3 separate regions of the Mus musculus genome follow, and all the other regions are linked to region 1. Evidence: chromatin contacts called from public Hi-C data. All regions are on one chromosome and are shown on one strand. The core of a region is the stretch at or near the end of the contact, and the rest is flanking DNA. Distances in the headings are between cores, read along the strand shown. Region 1 has its middle 330 kb from the start of Cnksr2. Region 2 holds the start of Cnksr2 (connector enhancer of kinase suppressor of Ras 2). Region 3 has its middle 440 kb from the start of Rps6ka3.

Evidence for each region. A called contact is a pair of places that touch in the nucleus more often than the background predicts.
Region 2: a Hi-C map of cerebellar granule neurons shows a contact between it and region 1, with 2.2 times the contacts expected there. The contact joins the promoter of Cnksr2 here to the enhancer-like site in region 1. A contact is called at or near these places in 5 of 39 promoter capture datasets (the C10 cell line, frontonasal cranial neural crest, hippocampal neurons and 1 more), 8 of 484 Hi-C or Micro-C datasets (brain, cerebellar granule neurons, cerebellum and 2 more) and 1 of 115 datasets of contacts at active chromatin or transcription factors (embryonic forebrain).
Region 3: a contact with region 1 is called in a Hi-C map of cerebellar granule neurons, with 2.3 times the contacts expected there. The contact joins two enhancer-like sites. A contact is called at or near these places in 4 of 484 Hi-C or Micro-C datasets (cerebellar granule neurons and cerebellum).

What each region holds. Positions count from the first base shown.
Region 1 is chrX:158,371,132-158,375,543 of GRCm38.p6, forward strand. It overlaps the pseudogene Gm22522. Among named protein-coding and RNA genes, the nearest start is that of Cnksr2, 330 kb to the left of the region's middle. Within about 2 kb of position 2,325, at least 2 of the 459 cell types and tissues checked have an H3K27ac peak or open chromatin away from gene starts, as enhancers often do. A contact at or near this core is called in cerebellar granule neurons, where this site is marked.
Region 2 is chrX:158,040,649-158,045,167 of GRCm38.p6, forward strand. Cnksr2 (connector enhancer of kinase suppressor of Ras 2) reads right to left here and starts at 2,549. Exons shown (of 22, transcript NM_177751.3): 1 at 2,129-2,549. The coding sequence starts at 2,192.
Region 3 is chrX:158,812,025-158,816,656 of GRCm38.p6, forward strand. No RefSeq gene overlaps it. Among named protein-coding and RNA genes, the nearest start is that of Rps6ka3, 440 kb to the right of the region's middle. Within about 2 kb of position 2,442, at least 1 of the 459 cell types and tissues checked has an H3K27ac peak or open chromatin away from gene starts, as enhancers often do. A contact at or near this core is called in cerebellar granule neurons, where this site is marked.

The sequences.
Region 1 (4,412 bases), core at 1,075-3,574:
GTAACTTTTATGTTTCAGTTTGAGCCAGCTCCAGGATGCCAGGAAAAGAGAGGTAAAGTATGGTGTCAAGGTGTCCCCTCTTGGTACCTGGAGAGATGATCATCACATAAACTAGGGGATACTGTGAATAGGTTGAAAGTTAAATGAGATTTAATACCAAAATCTCAATTTTAGACACACTTGTTGCCATCTATTTGGATATACCTTATAGGCAGCAGGGTATGTGCTTTTAACATTCAGACAAGGCATCTTGAATAGAAATATGAATAGGAAAGTCAAAAGCCTATAAGTGATATTTAAACCTGTGACACTAGAGGCAAGTTTGAGAGGAGTGAGGGGAAACAGTGAAGCCCATGTGCTGGGCACTTGAAGATTTAGAAAAAAAGCAACGAATTTGGGAGTCAGAGAAAGACCAGACAGGTCTGAAGGGGAAAACTGGGTGAGTTTAGTGATCTGCAATCAAAGTAAAGGAAGTGTTTGAGGTAGAAATATTGATAAATTGTTTCAAATGCAACTGCTATATCAAGAGAGATGATTGAAGATCATCTGTCATGAAAACCCACAGAGATTAGAGGTTGGAACCATTTTTAAAATACTGTACTGAAGGCTAATGACTCTTTTCTAATACAAATGTCTTTGTGGCTCCTACTTTTGTGGAAATTGTTGAAAAAATTTTCATCTGTGGTTATGTTCAATACTGTCATTAAGCCTGAATATTTGAGCTCTTGCTGTAGGCTTCCAGGCCCAGAGAACTCTAGTAACTGTGCTTCTCTGCCTCTCTCTCTCTCTCTCTCTCTCTCTCTCTCTCTCTCTCTGTCTCTGTCTCTCTCTCTCTCTCTCTCTCTCTCTCTCTCTCTCTCTCTCTCTCTCTCTGTGTGTGTGTGTGTGTGTGTGTGTGTGTGTGTGTGTGTTCCTGCTTGCATGGCAAGCACTTTAGTAACTTAGCCATTTTATCCCCAACCCTATAAATGTTCTAAAACACTTCCTGGTAACAGGTATTCTGAGGATGACAATCCTGGGGCAATAACCAGATATTTTTTTCTGCTCTTTTTATTCTGCTTGAGTACCCTTTGTAAAAATTACAGAATAAGGGATTCAAGAAAGGACACATTTGGAATATGAATTGCTCGATACCTATACATTTCTGACATAGGAGTTTGTTATATCAAAAAATGAATTATTATTCATATTTAACTATATTCTCTGGCAGCATTAGCATGTGGCACATCATTGGTGAAGCTTGATGACAACCTTTAAGGGAGCCATTGGAAGCCATTTTTCAATGACAGCACAATAAAGGGGTAGAATCATGAGTCATGTCATAACCACCATGAGACAAAAGGCTTTGGGAATCTGCAGTTAGTAAGATCAGTATTATTTTAATTCAAATGATGAAGAGTCATTGAATTATGAGCATAATTCAATGATATTTATTAAACTTTTTTAGTCAAAGGTATGAAATTACCCAGGAATGGCACATTTGACACTAAAGAACATGTAAAGGCCTTTATACTTACCTTGAAATAGATGGTGCCAAGATATTACAAAAAGCTTATGGTGTTTTGCTTATGCAACAAATTATAATTTCTAGGCATCAATCTCTAGGGATGTTCTTCAGGAGCCTCCCCCTTCGGTTTTGAAATGAGGACTCACTGGCTCAGAGCTAGTTAAGCTGGGCTGGGTGGCCAGCAAGCTAAGGGATCCATCTGTCTCCAACTTCAACAGGAAACTGGCATATGTGTGTGTGTGTGTGTGTGCGTGTGTGTGTGTGTGTGTGTGTGTGTGTCTGTGTGTGTCTGTGTGTCTGTGTGTGTGTCTGTGTTCTTCAGATTTAACTAAATCCTTTCTGCTTCTTTTGGTAGTGCTTTATCAATTGAACTATCTTTCCAGCCCCTTATCTAACATTTCTAAACAAACTATTTACATATTTAGATTAAATAAATAATCTGACCTGCTCCTAGAGGCATTACAGGTATGGCTACCATGTCATATGTACATAAGTAGGTGACAAAGAGGAGAAAGGCTATGTCTATGCTTAGTGTTATGAACTCTGAACAGCTGAATGATCTATGAACATTTGAATGATTACTAGCCTAACATTCCTTGAAAAAAGCATGCCTGATACAATCATGAGTCCTGTGCCAGGGACCTCAGATGAGGAGCTCGCTTGAGATGACCATCAGTTTGGCATCAAGCAGGCCCTGCCAACTCCGAGGACCAAGAGCAAGCAAGAGACTAGAAGAACCACTTCTAGGGACTGACAGCACCCCCCTCAAAGTGGGAGTAATCCCAAAATAGACAACCCTTGCTTACATGGGGCCATGCCAGCAGGCCAGGCAAGGAGCAAACCAGATGGCCACTATACCTGAACCATGGGGTGTGGACAGGGAGTTTAGTCAGATTCCATGCAGGCTGGGGGTGTGAAGACCATGCCAGAAATGACCCCTGCCTGATTCCATAATGCATGAGCAGGGACTAGCACTCCTGAGACCACTTCTGAGATGACCCCAGACACTCAGAGACTGAAGGCACCACTAACAGGAGCAAGTAATTGGTGGAGAAATGGAAGAGAAAGAGAAACAGAAGGATGTGGACTCAATGAAGAGGCAAAACTGCAGACTCAAAGGTAGTGAGGAACAGTCTGATGTGAGTAGCTGGTGATGCCACCTGGGACCATGGTGAAGTCCTGGCCTTTGATGCCACCTGGAGCCATTCATAGGGTCCTTGGCCTTGCAGCAGCTGGGGACTGTTACCACCAAAGGCCAGGCAAACTTCCTGGTCTGGGCTGCTGTCTGGGGACATATTCATGTCTGAGGGCTCTGCTGAACTGGCCCCAACCCTCACTTGGGAATCATGGGAGTCCTGGCCTGGGAGCAGGGGAACAGGAGAGGTGACCCCTCCCATAGACAACTACAGTACTTAGGAAAGCTTGTCCTGTGTATTGCAGGAGTTTTGGATGAATCAGATGGAGGCTACTAGTGTGGGAGAACTGGCCCTACCACTCATCTTTCATATGGTGGCATGGACAAGGGAGTGATTCCTTCCATCCCACCCCAACCCCTTGCTTCTCACCGCTGGCAGGTGGGAGACCTGGCTCCAGGGCTGTGAGAGCAAGAGAGATGACCCTGCTCCTTTCCAGCTGTAGCACTCAGGAATGTTGACCCCACACCACCCCTGGGCAGCACAGTAGAGCTGACCTGGTGGCAGAGGCTTGACCAAGCTGGCTCCAATGGCGTAAGAGTGAAAGAATTTGACTAAGTTGGCACCAAGGGCAGGAGAGTGGATGAGTTTGCCTTGCCACTTGTCTTCTGTGTAGTGACATGGAAGAGAGAGAGAGAGAGAGAGAGAGAGAGAGAGAGAGAGAGAGAGAGAGAGAGAGAGAGATGACCCTCCTCCCCTCTCTCATCCCTTGCCATTTATGTCATGCAGAAGAGCCCTGAAGTCTTGAGAGTGGGAGATCTGGTCATGTCCCTTACTGGCTGCAACACTTTGGAGAACGGGCCCTGCACCTCACCTGGGCAGAAGGATAGAGCCGGCCCTGGTAGCAGGGGTTGTTGCTGAGCCAGCCCCAAGGGCATGGAAGCTGGAGAACCAGAGCGCTGACTAGTTCAGATACTTCTCATGACCAAATCCAGGGTTTTGAACTAGCCTGTTCCAACATCTATCCCAACAATGAACTGCTGGGGTCAGTCCTACAGATCCAAAACTACAGAATCTCCACGACACAGGATGACAATAGGATATCCAAGAGGAGTCCCAGTGAGGATCCAATATCAATAGAGTAGCAGAAGCCAGAGGCCTCTCATACCAGACCAATTAGCAAATGAACATTTGCAAGCAAAGAAGTGTGGACAAAAGGGTATTGTGTGGGACATACTGTGCCATACTATAGCTTCCACAAAGAGATTTTTTTCCTGTGTTTTGAGGATGTTGTAAAGGTAGAGGGCAGGTACAAGGGGAGGAGGAGATGAGTGGGACTGGGGTGCATGATGTGAAATTCAGAAAAAACCAGCAAAAAGACTTTTAAAAAAATCTGTCTAGAATCCTGGAAAAAAATATTTGCTCAGAGCTGGCATATATGTTAGTGAGGAGCCTCTAACTCTGTATGTGATGTGGCATTTGTTCTTCCAACTGCATTGCATGAGACTATATTGGATTTTTCAGTCCCTATATCTGTCAAATGCCAAATAAGCTCAGAACACTGGCTTCGACTGTCTTAAAGTGGAAAATGCTATGACTCATAGCATAAATTGTACAGTTTGGGATATAGTCAGTTCTCTTGCATATTGTAGGCTAGGAACATCTTCTTCACCTACCTGCTTCTATATGACTTATTAAAGCAGCCCAATTTATCGAAAGGCTTTTTAAAAACCTACTAAGGTCTATTTATATCTGACCTTTAAAAATCAAAG
Region 2 (4,519 bases), core at 1,299-3,798, 330 kb before region 1:
ACTTGATAATTAAAGCAGATACTCTCCTAGTCTTATTCAGTCTTTTGTTCTACAAAGGCATGTAAATTCTATCTTGGTTACCTAACTGATCTTCTTAGGTAACTATAAAATGTGTCACCAACAGGTACAAAAAACAAGTTATTCAACTTAAATATCATGTAAAGTTAAAATTACAGGAAATAATCTTTTCCAAAGTTCAAAGAAACTACATTTTGCACTGGAGAGATTTTTAAAGGACATCATATGCTGTGCTTGCTTCAGGGAACCTAAAACAGTGGAGAGAAAGGAAGCCGCAAGCATGTAACTGGGTACGAGGTAAAGAAGATGGAGTATGCAGTGCTCATTACAGGCATCATGGGAATTTCTAGAAGGCAATCCCATGAAGCCAAGACACCATAAGTCTGAATGTTGTTGCAGCAACAGACCCAAACTAAACTCACCTTTCAGAGAAATTCAAAGAAAGCGTTTTAATTCAACATTCTTACTTCCTGTGACTACTCTGTCATCCATGACTAAGAAACTGAAAAGACAGAATTTTCCTGAGGCGTGTGTGTGTGTGTGTGTGTGTGTGTGTGTGTGTGTGTGCGCGTGTGTGTGAATCCAGGAAGCTGGAATTTTAATAGCAAATATGGAAAGAGAACAAGCAGCAGAAAAGATGAGGCACTGTTAGACTTTGTCTTAGTCATCTTTATAACCCCCATGGCAACCAATGCACTGCACACAAGGGGCAGTGGATAAATAATGAATTAGGTTTAATTCAATTCACTTGCACTTACAGTGTGCTTCGCAGTTACAAAGCATTTTTCTTACATATGAGATGAGAAAATCAAAGTAAGTGAGAAGTAACAGGGCAAATCAGGGAGAAAAGGAAGCAAAACACATAAAGAGAAACCCTAGAAGAATAGGCAAATGTCCGAAATGGTGGGGGAAAGATTCGGGGAGAATTTATTTCTCCCTACTACCTTCAATCCCTTCCATCTTTGAGTATATAGAGCTTAGAAAGTCTGACTGCTAAGCAAGCCTTAGGAAAGGGGCTCCTTCCTCTTTGAAAGGGGCATTTTCACAGATAAGGCTTGAAGAATATCTTAAGTTTGCCTGCTCGGGTACGACCTCAAGCAAAACTCTCATATTTTCCAAGCATGTCCAAGAATCTTTTATTTCAATGTAAGCATCCCCTTTGCAGAGTTCAGTCTGGGGATGACTGGAGAGGTCCCCAACAAGCCCCTCAACTCAGACAACAGAGGGAGATAGTGAGACAGGAAAGCCAGGAGACTAGAGAAAAAGCCCACATTTGCGTCTAGGAGGAGGGCTAAGGTTTGAAACTGGTCATTAGAAATTGTCGGGTGTGTGTGTGGGGGAGCCTTCAATATGGAAGAAAGGAGAATACTTGAATGCGCATCACTTTAAACCCAATGTTGGACCCTTAACAAGAAGCCGCGAGAGGTTTAAAGCCACCGCAGACCTCAACCTAGGAAAGCAAAGGACATGCTGGGGTGCACAGGAGGGATCCCACATATATTAGCTTGGATGCTGCCCTAAGGGAAGCATGTTACCCTAAAGTAGCTCGCTCCCTTCCCGATCATCCTCAGCCCAGCATGGAGGAGGGGGTTCCCACCTTCCAACTGGAGCGACTGCATCCTGACCCCATTATGCGGGCTTAAAAGTTGCCAGGAGAGTTGGCGCTGGGGAAGGCACTTGGCAGGGCGAGACCTAGAAGGGGCCTCGGGTTTCCAGGAACAAAGGGGCTGGTGAAGGGGCAGCCACGAGAATAGGTCCCACGGGCTCCTCCCTTAGCCTGGAAACAGGGTCGCCGCGTCCTCTCAACCCGAAGGCGTCGAGGGAAGCGGGAAGCGGGGAAGCTGCGCGGGGATTCCACCGCCCTGCTTCCAGCTTCAACCAGGTGGCGCCCGCCGCCCTCTTGCTCCCCGCGCCCCTCCAGCTGAAGACAAAAGAAGTCTAGGGTCCCCGGGCCCCTGCCAGAGCCAGAGGACCCCTGTCCATCCCCAGGGAGGACCCTCAGCAGTTGGTTGGAAGCTCCCAGGACGTGTTATGCCCTAGCGGGCACCCCTCCCTCGTACCGGGACCCTGCGCCCCAGTGTCGCCTCGCTCTCCCCACAGAGGGCATTACCTTTCATCCAGTCCACTACTTGACTCGGAGACCATTTGCTCACCGGTTCCATTATCAGAGCCATGGGCGGCGGGGTCGGTGCCGCGTGGGACGCGGAGCTCGGACAGAAAGCCAAGTCCGCAGCCCGCTGCGCCCTCAGGTGGGGTCGGTGGCCGGCCGCAGCCTCCCGCGGTGGGCGGCGCGGAGAGGGTGGCTTTTGTGTTTCGGTCCCAAGGCTGGAGCGTCGGAGGTGGCTGCGGTGGGAGCGGCGACGGCCGGCCAGCTGGCCGGGGTAAGACGCCGGGGTCGGCTAGGTCCCAGCCCAGGCGGCAGCCGCAGCTGCGGCGTCCGCGGCTCAGCCCGGGGTGAGCGTCCCGAGGGGCTTCAGTGCATGGCTCGAGCCGCCGAGGTCGCGGCGGGGAAAGGAAGAGGCGCCGGCGCACGGTCGCAGCCAACTTGCCCGCTCGCTCGCCTGGCGCGCGGGAGTGGAGCCCCCGGCACGACGAGCCGCCCGGCGGAAATGACGAGGGGCCTCCTGCCACCCAAAATATCTCTCCGCAGCCCTCGGGTGCGGGGCGCGCGCTCCACGAGCCCCCCGCCCCGCTCGCCGCCGCGCGGTCCCGCCCCCAGGGCCGGCAGCCGGTGCGCGCGAGCCCTGTGCGCGTGCGTGGGCCAGCGCGCGTGGCCGCCGCCCGACTTCTAGCAGACTCGCGGGCCAGGTGTGGGCTGCTCGCGCTCCCGCCTTCCCGCCCCGGGGGTCGCACTCGGCCGGAGCCGCGCCGGGAGGGCGTGTGCGGCAGCGCCTGGAGCCCCGGAGCCAGCCGCTGCAGCTGGAGGCTCGCCCAGCCCCGGGGTCAGTTAGGCAGTCAGGTGCGGCGGCGGCAGGAGAGTGGCTCCCAGTGGCCTTCCAGGAGAGTCAGCGAGACGGGTCGCCCCACCAGTTGAACGGACAACCCGGGGTGGCGGAGGAGGGTACTATAGCACCCCTGTCCCAAGCTCTCCTCGCCACCAGGGGGGAGGGGACGCCGCAGAACTGCTGGGGTGACAATGGGAGTCCTGACTGTTCTCTCTGTCGCCCTCGCGGCTGCTGAGTTGGCTCCCGAGGTGACTCCTCCGGACCCTGCGGAGAACACGGGATGTGGGCTTCCGCAGATGGGAGTCAGGATCTAGCCAGAGACGCCCATAGGAGACTAGATGGCTCGTGCTGTCGGATCTACCCTGGGTGATAAAAGGAACCCGGGAAGTCAGAGATGTCAACTGCAAGAGGCTCCAGCCTCCAGAACCCACACGTGCCTCTTCCCAGGCTCTGCTTCAGTTGTCGGCCACCTCCTTCAACACAAGGTCCCCGACATCTATTTTACATGATGTCATTTTGTGTTCAGTCGTTCTTATATAAGAACGGAAGAGTAATAACAGGACTTAAAGTTAGTGACAAATTGCAAACATAATGTTTCACATATTGTTTGCTTCAAAAAACCTATGCATGCTTCTATGCAACGTTTAGAAATACACATTTTGCCTAAATGAGGCTTCACTTTCAATGACAATTCTAGAGCGTCTAGTAGCAAGCTCTACCACCATTATAGCTGGTTTGTTTTTTTTCCCCCCTCGGTATAATTCTTAAACAGTCACATTGAGTAAACAAGCAACTTCTTTTATTTCTATAATCATTTCAATAATGTCAATAAATCATGTCAGTTCCTTCGGTACCCATTTTGTCTAACTCAAGTTTATAAGATACAGAACACCACTTTCTTCAGTTGGCATGGCTTGGCAAGTTCTCCCCCAACACAGGAGAAGGCAAAACAGGAGTAGATAACACACTGATGTTTTTATGCTAGTGCTACAAACAAATACCATTTAAGAAGCTTGTGTTCAGACTTGTTTACTAATAACCCAAACTCCAAAATATACAAATAAAATTTTAAAAAGAAATTTACTGGGGACTGGAGAGGTGGCTCAGCGGTTAAGAGCACTGACTGCTCTTTGAGAGGACCTGAGTTCAATTCCCAGCTTCCATATAGCAGCTCACGACTATCTGTAACTCCAGTTCCAGGGGTTCTGATACTCTCACACAGTCATACATGCAGGTAAAATAAATGAAACAAATCTTTTTTAAAAAGAAATTTAGATTACAAATTTAGAAATTTAGATTATAAAACAAGTAATGGTATTAAAATATTACTAGTAATAACACACATTTTATTAAGCAAAGTGCTAATCACTTTGTTTTATTCTAGCCTCAAACTAGCTCGACTGTTAGCTACATCTTACAGCTGAGACTTTAGCCATTACATCCTATTCCCTAGATCTATTACACATAGTTACATAAATTACACATGTTAAATAAATTAGTATGTATGATTGTAACAGCAAGTTCATTTCAGAATTTCAACTTGGAAAACAAGCCAA
Region 3 (4,632 bases), core at 1,192-3,691, 440 kb after region 1:
CATCTTGTGGGAGGTAGAGAAATTAATGAAGGTTAATAACTCCCTGAATTGTGAAAGCCAAGTCAGCAAAACTTGTTTACAGTTTCAAGCTTCTGAACCTGTACTTCCCTTCCCACAACCAAGAGAGTTTGTTTGTTTGTTTGTTTGTTTGTTTCTAGTATCTAACCCTATCTATATATCTTAAGATTCAGCAAGGATCACTAGCTCATGAGATAACAAATTTGAACTTGAATACTAAAATAAAAATGCTCAAACTATTATGAAAACATATCTTAACAGTAATAGAGATGGGCAGGGATCAAAAAAAAAAGGATATTGAACTTTGGGACATAGATATACTCTTTGACCTAAGGCAATCTTAAGTAGTATCATCAAAGACGAAGGAGATAAACCCCATTCTCCGTCATACTTCTAATGAGTTCTGTTCCAGACACCATGCTGCCTTCTGAGAAATAGGAAAATAAAAAAGACTCATGTGACTGAGAGATGAGAATGGGACTAGAAAGATAAAAAAGGGCAATGGTGAAATTGAATGGAAACAAGTGCTTATGACATGTTACAGTTGTGGGCCCCATGGCCAGCTCTGAGCCATATACTTCTCTTGACTTCGCCAGGATATTTAGCAGGTAGATGCCTAAGGCCATTTTGCTACTAGAAATATAGGGTTTACTAGGTTGTTTGCAGAGACTTTTAAAATATGTGTGCTAAAGCATCAATAGCTGAAATCAAAAGAGGCATCTCAAGGGAAGGGATGAGTGATCAAAACTAAGAGATGAAAAATAGACACAGCCTTATTTGTCACCATTGTTAATTACAGTTGAATACCATTTTACCTTGAAAGGATGCTACCTCTAGGAGGCTTTGACAGGTATGATTAATCTGTATCTTTCAGGATCCCAGTGTTAAATACCTGAACAAGACCCCAGAGGAAGCCACTAGTTCAGCACTAACTCTAGAGGCACTGTCAACCTGAATATTGCTGTGGGGAAAAGGTCATTCTAGAGTAGTCGTTCTCAACCTCCCTAATGCCTGTGACCCTTTATTACAGTTCCCCCATGTTGTGGTGACCCCCCAAAACATAAAATTATTTCATTGCTACTCATAACTGTAATTTTGCTATGTTTATGAATGGCTATGTAAATAACTGATATGCAGAATATCTGAAATGTAAATCTCAAAAGGGTCACAGCCCACAGACTGAGAACCACTGTTCTAGTTCAAGATTTTGGTCTTTCTTCCTCTTTTTTAGACCAATCATATAAAATCTCAGAGAAGATGCACAAGAGAGCTGGTAGGTTCACTACTATCTGCCCAAGAAGCTAAAGTTTTACCAAATTCTTTCCAAAATGTAGTGCATACACTATACACATTCATAGAAAATGGTAGTTCTCAAACTTAACTTGTTGTTCATGACTCATAGTCCAAACTTCTAGCATCAAAGGCATTGACACCCTGGCCACACAAAGTGTAGCCTGTACCAGCAGCAGCAGCAGCATCTAGGAGCTTGGTAGAAATGCACAGTGAGTCTTGTGCTTTAGCCCAGACCTGCTGAACCAGAATATGATTTGAACACAAAACCCAAGTAATAGTAGTGCCCTTCCAGGTTTGAGAAGGCTGCTCCAGATCCTCTCTCAAGGAGGTCACTCTCGTCAAATTCTATTCTTAGTAGGAAGCAAGTTGAGAAGGGAAAATTCAACAGGGTTGCAAACACTAACCCTGAAAATGTGAAGTGTTTTAAAATATTGAAAACAGTCAGCCAACCAACAGCTCATAGGCTAATAAAACCTGTTCTAAGGTCCAGTGGTAGTTGATAAAAGAAAGAAATTTAAACAATGAACTTGAATATTAGACACAGGCAGCCACAGAACAAATCCTTTCCCTTCATGCTTTCAGTCTCTGTAAAATAACACATGGCTCTTTTGGCAGAATTGGCTTCCAGATTCGCAGTGGGAATTAGACAAGAACAACTTCTTTTCCTTCACAATGCAGTGATAGGCGCTAAAGCAAACAGGAGGGAGCACTTCTGAGGTCATAAGGAAGCAAAACAACCCACAGAAGGGATGCCAAAATCCGAATGCCAGAGAGAACATAAGGGCACAGTATTACTGGAAGGGAGAGGGGTAATATGCTTCCAAGTACCTGGTATTGGAGAGGAACATGGCAATAAGACATTATTTAAATTTAGTTTTAATTGACAAAGAATAATTGTACATATTTACTGCATAGACTACAATGTTTTGGACTAGGTGTACATTGTGGCTTAATCAAACAGATTAATAAACCTATCACTTCATATTCTTATTGATTTTTGGTGAGAATATTTAAAAATCAACTCTGCTATTTTCAAATATATAATATAGCGACTATTAACTATAGTTGTGTACAGTTCTTGAGCTTTTATCTAATTGAAATTGTGTACTTCAATAGGTGTCCGCTCGGCCCAGGAGAGCTTTGCCTCAACATCAGCGGGAGACATCTTGGATCTGGTACTCTGCCGAAAGTAGTCTGCACAGGTGAGAGTGTGGACTACAGAAGTTAACAGCTTCAGGGACAGGCAGGAGCCACAGAGCATCTGAGGCAGCCCCCTTTTCTGGCTGAAGACATCCCAGCACCTTCCCAGCCAGGGGATAGGTGTCCACCCGGCCTGGAAGGACTTTGCAGGAGCACCTAGGGGAGACATCTTGGTTCCCGGATCCCTCCAAGACTACTCTGTGCAGGTGAAAGTGTGGACTACAGAAGCTAACAGCTTCTGGGACAGGCCAAAGCAACACAGCTTCTGGGACAGGTCCTGTTTTGGGGCTTCATCTTCGGCCAGGAGGGAGGTCTGAAATCCAGATATCTGTGCACCTTCCCTGTAAGAGGAGAGCTTGCCTGCAGAAAGTGCTCTGACCACTGAAACTCAGAGAAGAGATCTAGTCTCCGAGGTCTGCTGATAGAGGCTAACAGAATCACAAGAGGAACAATCTCTAACCAGAGACAACTATAACAACTAACTCCAGAAATAACAAGATGACTAAAGGTAAACGTAATAATCTTACTATCTTACTAACAGAAACCAAGACCACTCACCATCATCAGAACCCAGCACTCCCACCTCGCCCAGTCCAGGGCACCCCAACACACCAGAAAAGCTAGACATGGATTTAAAAGCATATCTCATGATGATGGTAGAGGACATCAAGAAGGGCTTTAATAACACACTTAAAGAAATACAGGAGAACACTGATAAACAGGTAGAAGACATTAAAGAGGAAGCACAAAAATCCCTTAAAGAATTGCAGGAAAACACAACCAAACAGTTGATGGAATTGAATAAAACCATCCAAGACCTAAAAAGGGAAGTAGACACACACAAAAAAATGAGGAAATTCTGGAGATAGAAACCCTAGGAAAGAAATCTGGAACCATAGATCTGAGCATCAGCAACAGAATACAAGAGATGTAAGAGAGAATCTCAGGTGCAGAAGATTCCATAGAGAACATTGGCACAACAATAAAAAAAAATGTGAAATGCAAAAAGATCCTAACTCAAAACATCCAGGAAATCCAGGACACAATGAGAAGACCAAACCTATGGATAATAGGAGTAGATGAGAATGAAGATTTTCAACTTAAAGGGCCAGCAAATATCTTCAACAAAATTATAGAAGAAAATTTCCCAAACCCAAAGAAAGAGATGCCCATGAACATACAAGAAGCCTACAGAACTCCAAATAGACTGGACCAGAAAAGAAATTCCTCCTGACACATAATAATCAGAAAAACAAATGTACTAAATAAAGATAGAATATTAAAAGCAGTAAAGGAAAAAGGTCAAGTAACATATAAAGGCAGGCCTATTAGAATTCCATCAGACTTTTCACCAGAGACTATAAAAGCCAGAAGATCCTGGACAGATGCTATACAGACACTAAGAGAAGACACAAGCCAGCCCAGGATACTATACCAGGCCAAACTTTCAATTACCATAGATGGAGAAAACAAAGTATTCCATGACAAAACCAAATTCACACAATATCTTTCCATGAATCCAGCCCTTCAAAGGATAATAAGAGAAAAAAAAATACAAGGATGGAAACTACACCCTAGAAAAAAGCAAGAAAGTAATCCCTCAACAAACCTAAAAGAAGACAGCCATGAGAATAGAATGCCAATACTAACAACAAAAATAATAGGAAGCAACAATTACTTTTCCTTAATATCTCTTAATATCAATGGATTCAATTCCCCAATAAAAAGACATAGACTAACAGACTGGCTATACAAAAAGGACCCAACATTTTACTGCTTACAGGAAACACATCTCAGGGAAAAAGACAGACACTACCTCAAAGTGAAAAGCTGGAACACAATTTTCCAAGCAAATGGTCTGAAGAAACAAGCTGGAGTAGCAATTCTAATATCAAATAAAATCGACTTCCAACCCAAAGGTATCAAAAAAGACATGGAGGGGCACTTCATACTCATCAAAGTTAAAATCTTCCAAGAGGGACTCTCAATTCTGAATATCTATGCTCCAAATACAAGGGCAGCCACATTCATTAAAGAAACTTTAGTAAAGCTCAAAGCACACATTGCAGCTTACACAATAATTGTGGGAGACTTCAACATACCACTTTCATCAATGGACAG